Regions from separate parts of the Rattus norvegicus genome. Here region 2 is linked to region 1. The links are chromatin contacts, called in public Hi-C maps. All regions are on one chromosome and are shown on one strand. The core of a region is the stretch at or near the end of the contact, and the rest is flanking DNA. Distances in the headings are between cores, read along the strand shown. Region 1 has its middle 31 kb from the start of Rnf150. Region 2 holds the start of Zfp330 (zinc finger protein 330).

Evidence for each region. Hi-C and Micro-C count contacts between places; a contact is called where the count stands out from the background.
Region 2: a contact with region 1 is called in a Hi-C map of the A7r5 cell line, with 4 times the contacts expected there. The contact joins the promoter of Zfp330 here to the enhancer-like site in region 1. A contact is called at or near these places in 4 of 12 Hi-C or Micro-C datasets (the A7r5 cell line, Schwann cells, kidney and 1 more).

What each region holds. Positions count from the first base shown.
Region 1 is chr19:42,160,302-42,167,144 of GRCr8, reverse strand. No RefSeq gene overlaps it. Among named protein-coding and RNA genes, the nearest start is that of Rnf150, 31 kb to the right of the region's middle. Within about 2 kb of position 2,619, at least 8 of the 93 cell types and tissues checked have an H3K27ac peak or open chromatin away from gene starts, as enhancers often do. A contact at or near this core is called in the A7r5 cell line, where this site is marked.
Region 2 is chr19:42,214,619-42,221,461 of GRCr8, reverse strand. Zfp330 (zinc finger protein 330) reads right to left here and starts at 3,249. Exons shown (of 10, transcript NM_001108443.1): 1 at 2,910-3,249; 2 at 1,737-1,868; 3 at 227-246. The coding sequence starts at 1,856.

The DNA of each region.
Region 1 (6,843 bases), core at 1,370-3,869:
GAAAAGAGCAGGTCTTCTGGGGACATCGACCAAACACAGCATGAAAAGCTACATTAAGGCCAGACACACACCATCACACCAAGGCTGGACAAGGCAATTCAGGAGAGAGGAAAAGGGTCCCACAAGTAGGCAAGAGTCAGGGACAGCCCCTGCTCCCACTGTTAGGGTTTGCACAAGGACACCAAGTGAGATATTTTCAGGACCATTTCCTGAGGGAAAGGTATTGCACACAGAGGGCTGGGCTTTCCTCCTCCCCTACAGGCAATTTCTCAACCAACGCTTTCCTAGCAGGTGGCTCTAGGCAGTGTCAAGGTGACAGCTAACTGGAATATGCGTGATTAGTACCTAGACTCTATCCAACTTGATTTAACAACAACAACAAAATGTCTATGTTTGTAGGTAACCTCTCCCCCACACAACATCCAGACGAAAGAAGAAACATAGATCAGAAACTCATGGCCAAAGAATATGTGTCTTTCGATTCATTTTATTTTGTTTCTATAGCCTATGAGTATATCCTATATTTATATGTGTATATACGTGTACATATGTATTTTGTAGTTTGGTACATGATAATTTGAGAATAATTTTATAGAAAATAGTTCATGGATGTGTTTAAAGAAAGCAAACATGAGCTATACTTTCATATGTAAAGCGTGTCAGTGCACCGTGGTCTACACTCATTACATGGATGTACTCTTTTATTTTGCAAAGTCATCCTGTTGGGAAGGCTTATTGTCATACGGATATGCATCGACAAGGCACAGTAATGACATCATGCAGAATCTCAGGGTCACATGGTTGAAAATGACAAAGCATATGGAAGACACACTTTCAATCTCCATTAGATAACCCCGCCCCAGGCTAATGCAATGCTCAGGTCCAGAGGTCGGAGGGTGACTAACCCACAAGGGGCACATGGAAGGGTGTAGTCTGTATAGTAGGGCAATGTGAAAAGCACTATGTCAAAGCCTTTTTAAGTAGACTTAAATAAATCTCCCACCATACTACTGCATCAGAATCGGCACCCAATCAATCAGCAGGCAGGGTGTAGAGTTCTGAAGAGTCGTTGTCTGGAGCCTGTACCCTTCGGACTCCACACCCAAAGAGACCTGACGGCCGGTGTTTCTCTTGCCCTTTGCTAAGAAGGCAGTCAGGTTGAAAACCTTGATGTTCCTTGTTTCCATATTGGATCCTTAGAGTCCAGTCAACCTAACAGAAACTCCATTTACAGTCACCAAACTAGATAAGATGGATGAAGCAAAGAAGTGCAGGCTGACAGGAACCGGATGTAGATCTCTCCTGAGAGACACAGCCAGAATATGGCAAATACATAGGCGAATGCCAGCAGCAAACCACTGAACTGAGAATGGGACTCCTGTTGAAGGAATCTTAGAAAGGACTGAAAGAGCTGAAGGGACTCGAGACCCCATATGAACAACAATGCCAAGCAACCAGAGCTTCCAGGGACTAAGCCACTACCCAAAGACTATACATGGACTGACCCTGGGTTCCAACCTCATAGGTAGCAATGAATAGCCTAGTAAGATCACCAGTGGAAGGGAAGCCCTTGGTCCTGCCAAGACTGAACCCCGAGTGAACGGGATTGTTGGGGGGAGGGCGGTAATGGGGGGAGGATGGGGAGGGGAACACTCATATAGAAGGGGAGGGGTTAGGGGGATGTTTGCTTGGAAACCGGGAAAGGTAATAACAATTGAAATGTAAATAAGAAACAACCAATTTAATAAAGATGGAGAAAAGGAAAAAAAAAAGTCAAAGTGGTGATGACAGAGATCAGAGAGGTTCGTAGCTGAAGCCCGTTCTGACCATTTGGTGGCAACCATGAGAGATAAATGAAACTCATGAGGTGGCCATCCTTTAGACTTTTTAATAAGTGTGAGTAATATCAAAAGTAGAATATTATTTCATATGTGGTGGCTGTTTGAAATTCTCATTTTGGGTCTACACACAAACCGTGTTGACGGTTCCCTCACAGCTAGCTGAAGAGCCCCAAGCTGATGTGACTTCTTCTGACAGAGCCCCAAACAGCTTCGAATATCCCCTTACCTGGCCCCTACTGTGACCGCTGGCCTCTGGCCAAAGGACTCAGACTCTCTTGCTGCAGTTTGCAGACCGTTCTAAACTGACTTTGCTGAAGAATTTCTTCTTTGTGGAATATCTTTTGCTATATCCGTTTTAAGGCATATGGAACTGGCCACTTCATTATGGACCACTGACTCTAATGTTAACAAGAAGGAAGAGCTAATGGTGAGGCTTCAGTTTGCCTGTGTGAGAATGTCCAGGTAAAAAAAAGATGAATTCTAAACATCCTTCAAAATTCCTTCCTAAGGAAGAGAGCGATGGGGCAGGCAATTCTGAGAAAAGAGCTTTACTGTTACTAAAATATAACTCTACCATCTTTCCACACTGGCTTTTTTTTTTTTTTTTTTTTGGCAGGGGGAGGGAGGATGGGGGATGATAAATAAACAAACCGTCAGCTAAAAGTTAGGAATTCTTTGTGTTAAATGATTCCCCTATTAAGAATAAGCAGTGTAAAGTTTTAATCCTAAAGCCGTGGGGAATCTATACCTGTGACCCGACAACTAAGACTGACGTCATTTCCCTTGGAATTTTAAACTGGATCAAGTTTGGCTTGCTGAAAAGGCAGAGTCTCCTCGTGTGAACAAATAGTGACCTCCAGTGGCTAAAGCCGAGAATTGCAGCTATAATTTGATTATTTCCCCTCCCACTTTTAGATTTTTTGTTTTTTAATTAATTAATTAATTAATTAATTAATTAGTTTATTTACATCCCAAGTGTTGCCCCACTCCTGGTTACCCCTCACAGAGCCCATCCCCCCATTCCCTATTCCCTTCGCCTTTGAGAGGGTGGCCCCCTCCATTTACGTTCTTTGGTTGGTGGCTCAGTCTCTGGAAGCTCCTAGGGTCCAGGTTAGTTGACACTGTTGGTCTTCCTGTGGGATTGCCGTCCCCTTTAGTTCCTTCAATCCATATCCCAGTTCTTCTATGAGAGTCCCCAACCTTTATCTACTGTTTGACTGTGGGTGTCTGCGTCTGTCTCAGTCAGCCGCTGGGTGGAGCATCTCAGAGGACGGCCACGTCTGGCTCCTGTCTGCAAGCACAACATAGCATCAGTTACAGAGTCAGGGATTGGATTGGTGCCTGTCCATGGGATGGATTCCAAGTTGGACCGTTTACTGGTCAGCCATTCCTTCAGTCTCTGTTCCATTTTTGTCCCTGCATTTCTTTTAGACAGGAGCAATTTTGCGTGGAAAGTTTTGTAGGTAAGTTGGTGGCCCCATCTCTCCACTGGGGGCCCTGTTTGGCTACCAAAGGTGGTCTCTTCAGGTTCCATGTCCCCACTGTTGGACATTTTGGCTAAGATTGGGCGAATTGAGTCCTGGAAGCTGCCTCTCCCTGCCTCCCCCCGCCCCGCGCCCCCCGGATCTAGGAAGTCTAGATTTTTCTAGATTTTTCTAGATTTTTCTAGATTTTTCTAGATTGTAGGTGCTGTTTGTGTTATTTAACAAGAAATTACAGAGTGACATCTGGTGGCTGGCACAGCTCTGCGCATAGGCGGATCTTGGAGGTGACTTGGAGGTGGTGGTGGCCCAAACCCCACACCAGGTACTTTATCTCCAACCTGAGCCCTGATCATCTCGCACCCCCGAGGAACCATGTGTAAGAGTGTGCATTTGCAAACAAAAGGTGGTAACACGGCACTATAGGGTAAACCTTCTTCCTCCATGTCACGAATCATGCCCTGACTCCTGTTAGGACATACAGAATCAGTATAGGATGGGGAATAGAACAGCTGGACACAAGGTGTGTGTGTGGGGGGGGGGGCACTCCCTGAAATCTAAACATTAAACGGAGGCCAAGGGCACAGAGAAGCAAAATCAATGTCTTCCTGATTCTGGTGAGGTCAAACCTTGTAGGCTACCACTGCTTACCTGTTCCCCATCACTGTGGCTCACAGATCACCAAGTCACTCTTATTTTTCCTTCTTCCTCAGCAGACAAATTTGGCTGCATTTAAAAGGACAAGCCCAGGCTGGTGGGATCGGAAGTTTTCTCAAGAGCAGCGGTTTGAATGGCCATCCCAGCCAGGAACTCTCTTTATTACTTTATCTATCTATCTATCTATCTATCTATCTATCTATCTATCTATCTATCTATCTATCTATCCATTGATCTATCTATCCATTGATCTATCTGTCTACCTATCTATCCATCTATCTATCTATCCATTGATTTGTCTGTCTATCTATCTATCTATGTATCTATGTATCTATCTATCTATCTATCTATCTATCTATCTAGTTTTGAAGTTAAAATGAAATACTATTTCCCCTGCCTCTTTCCTCCCTCCAACACTTGCTCTTTTTCAAACCCATAATCTCTATTTTTTTGTTCTCTCTCTCTCTCTCTCTCTCTCTCGTATTTCTAAATATATAAATATACTTTGTTCAGTCCATATGGAGTGACTGTATATGTATGTATATGATTCCAGGACTGACAACATTGCATTTGTACTGGATAACTTATTAGGGGGTCTCTTCCCCAAGACTAATTATGCTCTGGGCATTCCTTACAACAACATCATGTGCTCTCTCTCTCTTTCAATGTGCTGTTGTCTTTTGGGTGTAGCAAAGCTTCATTGCTGTCAATAACCACAAGAGGACACACTTTCAACATGACAAAGGGGACAGAGAGAAAAACAGAAAGCACCTGAATTACTTTTTTTATTTTTGAAAATTTTGTGCATGGTACAATTAAACATTCTATCGACCCACACTCCATTATCCCAATACCTTCCAACATACCTGTTCTCAACTCCATGTCTTTTTTGTTTGGTTATAACCAGTTAATGCTGCCCATACACACATGGGTATGGCGCCATCCATTGGACCATAGGGACCCTGCCAGGGGTCACATCCTCAATAATGAATAATACTCCTTTCCCCAGTCAAGTATCCGTTGTCATAGCTCCCCAGCAAGCCATGCCATTGGCTAGTCTGAACGTTCTGTGCTATGACTCTGCTCTGGCTGCCTTCACCTTCTGTAGGTCTTGCACTGGTGACAACAGTCATGGGGAGCTCTCGACTGTGGCAGCCACATCCAGTCCAGAAGGCAGCATCTCACTTCCCACCCTCTGGCTATTCCATTCTCTCCTCTCTTCAGTGTTCCCTGAGCCTTGGTGTGTGTGGCAGGGACAGGGAATGCAGATGCCCCACTGAGAGCTGAGCACTCAATCTCTTATTCTCTGCATTTTGGTCAGTTCTGCATCTCTCCAGTGACTGGCCTCACAGATGCAGGTGGAGGGCATCCCAGGTCTTTGGGTACAAAGAGGTGGGCGGACACGGAAAGGACCTAAGCACTAACTTCTTGACAGTAGCGTTGTGCTGTGGACTCAGCCAACCTTAGGACTGGCTACCTCTGAACGTCTTCCTGTCTGAGAGGCTAAGCCCAATGCTCTTGAATCCTGCCACTTGCTGTAGCTTTACCATCGACACACGGTGCTGTCCCAGTCTGAGACCTCGGGGCTTGGGAATGCTTGGACTTTTGGTTCGAGTCTTTCCTCTTGTTTAGCTTCTTTGGATCTGTGGACTATAACATGGTACCTGCATTTTATGGCTAATATCCACTTATAAGTGAGCACACACCATGCACGTCCTTCTGGGACTGGCTTACCTCACTCGGGATGATATTCTCAAGTTCCATCCCTATATCTGCAAAATTCACGATATCTTGGTTTTCCATAGCTGAATCATATTCCATTGTGTAGATGGACCACATTTTCTTTATCCATTCTCCAGTGGAGGGACATCTGGGTGGTTCCCATTTTCTGGCTATTATGAATAAAGCTGCTATAAACATAGTAGATTTTTAGCAAATGTCTTCTTGAGATGTTGGAGCATCTTTTGGGTATATGCCTTATGGTATAGCTGACTCTTGGGGTAGAGCTTTTCCCAGTTTTCTGAGAAAACACCAAATTGATTTCCAAAGTCGTCGTACGATTTTGTACTCCCAGTGGAGGAGTTTTCTTGCTCTACATCCTCGATAGCATCTGCTGTCACAGACTTGAGTTTTTTATCTTTGCCATTCTGAGACTCAACCTCAGAGTTGTTTTGATTTGCATTTCCCAGTCTTCCTTTTAGTTGTCTCCAGAAAAAATTAAATATAATGCACACTGTTCTAGACTAGCAGGAGCTTAGCAGACAGATGTTACACAAGGAAAGTCTCTGGTTAAGTGTCTGAGTCTGGCGAAGGCTGGCAATGACCTTAGTGACAGGCCCACACGTGAAGGTAGTCACTCCACCTCCCCTTAGTCTTTACTGCTGAATTAAACGAGCAGCTGCCTTTGGAGCATGTGGTGTTGACGAGTGCTGGCTGCATTCCTGTGATCGTCTTTGCTTCTGTCCATGCTGTCACCACCCTTTCTAACTCACTGAACACTTACCTTGTCATGGCATCCTCTCTATGCTAAGTCCAGCTGTTGGTTTTCACTCCCTTCGTGGTCAAGTCTGTGGCCTGAATTCTATACAGAACTGTTCAATTTTCAGACATGGTGTATGAGGGTCTGTTCTGCCTCTAAAAATATACCAGGATCATAGCTGGGGGTTGTGCTGCCCATCTTTATGTGTGACTCTTCTCAGCAACATTAGCCTGAATGCCATCACTAGTCAGGAAACAATGGGAGTCCTTTATCTTAACATCTGTGCTAATACATAACACGACGCTTCACGGGCAAGGTACAGAACAGAATGACCTCTCTTCTTATTTCTGGCGTCTTGGGAGTTCCTCTTCAGATTTATAAAAGC
Region 2 (6,843 bases), core at 2,000-4,499, 54 kb before region 1:
GTCCTGGGTTGTACAAGGGTAGTTAAACCTGGGTCTGGAGCACACCAGTAAGCAGCTTTCCTCCATGGTCTCCGCATCAGTTCCAGCCCCAAGGCTCTGGCCTGGAGCTCCTGCGCTGGCCTCCCTCATCAAAGTATGATGGAGTGAACCCTTTCCTCCCCAAGGGTTATATCACAGCAACAAAGAGCACATAGGACAATCTCATCCAGAAAGAAAGAAAACTTACCTCTGACACTTGTCACATTCCTGTAAAATTTAAAGCAGAACATTAATTGTCTGCTGGATGAAAATGGAACATTTACTTACATCATACAGATTATTTTCTTTCCCAAATCAGAATGTAACTGGTTCTACATCCCAAATCCAGTTCAAGCCATGTGTTTAAGCTCTTGTACATACTCCACTAGCAAGGGTAAACAAAAGGTTACATTCTGTGATCAATAATGGGGAAAAGCCGTATTACAAAAGGAGTTAAATATAGTAGATTCCCTTGTGGTTGTTTTAAAGAAACCCAATGCTAGAGAAAACAGACACAAGTCCCTGCTCAATTTTCTCTTTTAATTAAAACCATCCTATTTGCCTATATTGAGTGGATGCTAGAAATAAACGGCATGAAACAGTGAAGCTCGTAAACTATCCACATTAGAGGGGGCTTCTGAAGCTCTCTAGTCAGGTCTACACTAGAGTCAAGCCACCATTGGTCAGCCTTTCGCCAGTATGTTCCGGTCTCTTCTCCCTATGCCTCTACTCCTTCCCCTTTACTGAAATACGAAGATCTACTCCATGGCATGCACTTATGTACGCCAGTCACGGTCCTGTCTGTGAGCACTCCTCTTTTCTCAAAAGAACCTGACAGTTCCCACTGTCACATTTATACCATGGAATCTGACAGAGTACACCATAAATCAGTCCCGGGACAAAAAAAGGACACAAGCCCATCCTATGAGAACTCTTTCCCTCTGTGACCTTCACAATATGAGACATGATCTAAGCACACTACCTGAAACCAAGGAGCTAAACAAAGCATGGCAACCCTCAAAGGCAGGAGCAAAGAGAACGAAGGCAGAGACTGTCCCAAGGCCTAGCTGTCCCGTCTTTCATCCCTCCTTCTTCCACTACGTGGAGGTACTTTCTCCTAAGGTGAAATGTGTTTCTGTCATTCATAAACCAATGGGTCCTACAACCCTAGGGAATCCTATAAACATATAAAAGAGGCTCACCATTACCAGAGTCGATACAGAGCACATCTTCCCCTGAATAATAAGCACTTGCTAAACTAAGTCATGTGGATGAAGTATTTAAAAACAATCTTCCTCGAGACCAGCCTGCTTACCATAGACAAATTAAATTAGTTAAGAACCTGGGACACATCTAGAAGTCAGGGCACTCAGCAGGAGAAATCAATGAACGGAGACTGGCTAAGAGAACATGACCAACACTGAACTAAAGAACATATTGAAAAAACTGCCCCCCCCCCCCGTTCCTGCTACCCATTTGCCTTCAATATCTACTGTCACCAGCAGTATACAAGGTGACACTCCAGGCTCGACAAGTAATACATACTCTAACCAAAAAAGGTTACTCAGTAAAGATGCTGACTACACCTCTAACAGGTTTTTCCTGTGGTGAACACGTGAGCACACTGTAGCTGATCATTCTTTTCAGATAGATCTTATACATGGTACTATGTAGTCCTTCTAGTCAACCAAACAGCCCTTGTTTTAAAAGCCTCTCACCATTGAAGCATTGCACGGGTGCTTGGCTAGGTCAACGGTACTTCTTGATGCTCTGAGTTGTTTCTCTCGTTCGCGGCGGTTTTCTGCCTTCTTCCTTGCTCCAGTCTTCTTTTTCGGCATGTTCCCTTCTTTCTAAACAGGAAAACCGAACAGCCATAACTGCTGGGTTCAGTTACACAGTGTTTAGACTTTCCTTAAGTATTAAATCAACCTTTTAACTTTAAATGCACCGAATCACGTCTGAAGCCTTTAGCAACATTACACACGGATTATTCCAGCTGTAGGCTTCTAAACTAAGGCCCTCCCTGCGCTTCAAACAACTCTCAAACTGCATCAGCATCAAGGACCTCATTCTAACTGCCTGAGTAAATGTTTTTTCACCCTATTCTTCTCTTCATTCAAAAAACCGATGTGTGCACCATTATTAAGAAATGACTAAAATACTCGTTTTGTGCCAAGTTGAAATACCCATGTTGAGCTACAGTCACATCTCTAATGCTGTCCACACATAGTATTATATAGTACACTCTCACCTACATGCGGTTTACACAAATATCCAGCAAGCCAAGGGCTGACTGCAAGGTAAACCCATTTTCTCTGAGGAGACTAAGGAACTACAGTCGCTTTCGCTGCCTGTCCCTCATGCCTGGAAGCAACAGTTTTAACAAGTCAGAAGCTTAGGAGTCTGTTTTCCACACAGACATCAATCCTTACAAAACTGGTTTTCAGCACTCAGAAAACCTACAATACTGACAACCAGGCTTCTGTTTTCTCACTCTAATGCCCAATCCTTTCGGGCAGGGAAGTCTTCAGAGCTAATTAGTGGTTAATCTTCGTGGCCAAGCCACGGGGCCGTCAGTCAGTATTTAAAATTGAAGTCTGGAGCGTGTGGCTGAGTGACCAAGGGTGACCGTGGATGCATACTCTACCCACTAAGACATCTCAGAGTGATTCTATTTCTCGAATCTGTTTATGCCAACGACGAGAGGTTTCTTTCAGCTCAAGCTAGAATGCTAATGACAGCAGAGCGACACTGGGTTCCAGGCTCTGGGAGGCCTGGAGGGGGGTGGCGCGGGGAGATCCACGCGGCTCGCAACCCGCCAGCCGCCCGCGAGCCCCTCACGCCTTCCCGGCCCACTCAGTCACGCAACCTCGCGGGGACACGCCGCTCACCTCAGTGGCCGAGGACGCAGAGGCGAGGCCAAGCCGCGGGCCGGAATGGCAGACACAGCCCGTTTCCAACAGTGGGCGAGAGACCGGATATCCTGCAACGTCAGAGCACCAAGGTTGCACACGTAACCGGAAGAGTCCAGCGCGTCCCGCCCAGTTCTGCTTGCTCCGCCCCGACCTCGCCCCCTTCCGGAGGAGGGGGAGAGCTCGCCTTCCCGGAAGTGGACTTGCTAGGAAGAGAAGAAGCGCCAGCGTTGCGAGTAGCGGTCAGAGAGCCTCAGGATCTCAAGGCCTCTGCTATCTCATTCTAATTTTATTATTTTACTCAGAGAATTGAAAAGTCCAAAAGGAAAGGAGAGACGAACCCACAAAAAATTTTAAGAGGGAAAAATTACTAGCACTTTTTGCCTGATTCTTCTGAAATCCTTTTCCTTTCTCTGAACCTGACAAGCCTCACATCTCACACTTTTATTTTTCTTTGTTGTTTTCTGAGACATAATGAATGCAAGTCCGGCCTTGAAGCCACGACTCCCCTGCCTCTGTCTCTCTGCTAGGATTATAGGCATGCACATGAGAGACCACAGTTTCCCACGCCACCCCCCCCCCGCCCTTTTTGTTTTAATCTCACAACACTAATGTTCTGAGTTCTGAGGGGTCTTTTGCTTGCTCTTTGCTGTGTGCATTCTGTTCCTTTGTGAGCAAAGCTTCCCACGTTCTCTGCTTCTGCTCTGAGGCTGAGATCTGACTATACTTTCCCACAAGACTGTTTGCTTTAAATAACACTGGAGGTAAATGTTCCACTCTCACTCCCCACTTACCTTTGGGTAGAAAGTCCTTGACATTACTCCGGGTGCCGCACGCGATTATCTCTTACTGCCTGTCACCTTCTATATTTTGAGTGGAGCTGTTTTAGACTCACCCGTATTTTTGCCCTTACCTTTTAAATCCAATAGAAAACGTCTCATTTTAGTCTCTTGATTTTTTTCATCCCCATCTGCTATCACCTTTGCTACACTCCAGGAATCCACTCTCATAACCACACCTCGAACCTTATCTCAAAGAGAGCCGTTTTGTCAACGAAATCGGAACTCCAATGTCTTAGCTTACTGGGCTCCTAACCTGTCCTCTCCTGTGTTCTCTTGTTTAGTCATCTTTTTCAATTTTCCCCCCAAGTTCCACTTAATCCCATCCCACACAGTCCCATCTCACCAGTCACAATTCATCACATTTTTTTCCTACTCCTGATAATTAAATGATGTACCTGTCCTTATATTGATATTTGGGGTGGGGTGCTGATACACTGTGTCACTGAACTCAAGCCTCTCGGGATTCTCCTTCTGTCCTATATTTCCCTAATCTCTCATTCCCATTTACAACACTATCTAATCAAAACATCTTGCTTTCTTCAAGCTTCCTCCACTTGTATTAGTTTCAACAGACATCACCACCTCCTCTTTGTATAAAATGAGGGCATGACTACTCCAAGGCTCCGGTAAGGAGAGGATTTCATTATAGAAGTGAGGGAGAGTACTGCCAGAGGCATCTGAAGAGTCCAGAGCAGGGAGAGAAAGTTGTAAACCAAGCATGGTGAGCAGACTGAACCAGCCGTGAGAGGAGAGAGGGAGAGAGGGAGAGAGAGAGAGAGGGAGAGAGGGGGAGAGAAAGGAAAAAGAACAAAGAGGAGAGAGAGCCAAGAGAGGACCAGGAGATCAAAGGAGCCAGGAGAGCTCACAGAAAAAATGTCAGCATTCTATCAGAATAAAATGCTGAGGGAAGGGAAGTCCACGAGCTAGATGAGTTTAGGGGAGGGGCTGAGGTGAGATGAGCAGGCAGTCATGTGCTATTAGCTAGTAGGGGCCACACCTCACCTTCTGCCCTCAGTCTTTTTGAGACCTGATACTCTTTCACAAACACAAAATGTTAACAGAGCTAATATGGATCATGGGCTTCCTCCTTGCATTTTAGGCACTTTGCCTGTGTCCTCAACAATGCCACACACAAGGAAACAAGGAGATAGGCTGCAGCTTGGTCCACAATTCTGTAGCTTGAGTATTTGTATTCTCTTGGGCTTGGAACAAAGTTCAGTTGAACGTTTGCCTGGCATCAGAAGGACTATTGATACTGTAAAATGGACTTAAAGTCTTAAATGATTCATTAAAACAACACTAGTAAACCTATTCCATATAAATTTAAATAATATTCACAAGCAAAACTGATAATTCTTTTCTATATGATAAGTGAAGGAACCCTGACCCAGCACTGTAATATAACATGATCTTCCCGATCACGTGCTTTCAAGGTCCGTGTGCTCCCTTGCAGCCTTCGCCACCACAATGACTCCTCCTCCTTCACCATAGTCTTATTGTGTGGCCCACACTCCTGCCTCAGCTTCATAAGGGCTGGGATTACAGATGTGGACCAACCACATTTGGCTTTTCTTCCTTGTTCTTTTGTTTGTTTTATAGTTGTACAAACTGAGCAGTATCCTCACATACTGCCCATCCACTCTGCGGGTAGGAACACCATCCTCTAGCATCTGCCTCCTCAGCTTTCTTCAGATCATCGGTCTTACTACTGCCCACATAGTCCTTGCCATTCGTTATGATATTTGTGCCAACGTATGTTCTAACTTAACCTTAGCCACATGCCTAGTGTTTAGATGGAGCTGGGGGCAGACTCTAAGGAGGCATCCGTGCGGGTTCCAAATAACAGAGAAGATTAGGCATTAACTGTGGGAGACATGAAGATCTTTGTGCCCGTGGATGGGCACTGGAAACCTGTGCTCATGACTAGGCACTGGAGGAACCTGGAAGGTAAGCTTACCGGGTTGTTCTTTCAAGGGAAGGAACACAATACCTGTTATCTACCCTGAAGGCTTCGGTGGACTGCTTTCCTGCCTGGTGACCTTTGTGCTAGCTGTGTGGCCTGCCGCAGACCACCCAGGGGAGTGTGTCAGCAGAGGGACCAGGGCTTAGATTTCAGGTAGAGACGGGATTCGGTGGGACAGACAGACACAAACTCGAGGTGTGTGCCGCTGCAAAAAGTTTTACTTCCTGGCACAGATTTAAGCAGTTAGAACAGGTACATCATAACTGGCAGTCATCCAGCTCTTCTTCATCACCTCACCAATGTCCCTTGCAAGGAGGAAAGCTGAATGTACAGTCCAGGAAACAATTCTCAGCCACAGACAATAGTTTAGAAAACTGCAGTTGTACTGCCAGACTTGTGGGCACCAGGTATGCATTCAGCATTTACCTTTGTTTTAATAAAGTTTAAACTCTATCTTTATGGCCCCTCAGAATAATAAGGAAACTTTTGTAACCATTCTATAATTTCTTTCATTTCTTGCTCAATGTTAGTTTCTCTTTTCCTTCGAGTTAACTCTTGATAAGTTCGCTCAACTTGTTAGAACTTATCCATGGTCTTTCTAAAAGAGTCACTACTATTCTGAATCATGCTAAACAAAACTTTCCCAAAAGGGGGAAAAGACTTTTCTGGAACAGCCATGTTGTTAGTAACTGCAATTAATTTCTCTCCTATTTGCTGGGAGCTAATGGGTACAGCAGTTGAGTTCATCGCAGCCGTTGAGTTCATCAGGATCAGGATGGTGTGAGACGTTTCCGTCTCTGAACTTTCAGTTCCTGAGACATCTAAAGGTACATGACCATCTTCCCACACTGCTGTATTCTTAAAATCACATATTCTTGACTTAAAGGCTTAAAGTTGCTAAGATCACCAAGGCTAGAACACAGAAGGCACCTCCACCGCAAGCATAGACCCCAGTCATCATCTTTTTGTAGGGAGACGGCCAGGACCTCCAGGAGGGAAGCCATTCCAGGCACATGCCTCTGTCTGGATAGAAACGAAGCACAAGAGCTTCTTGTCATAGAGACTCTACTGGAGTGGGTGTGGCAGTGGCCAGAGACTTTTCAAGTGC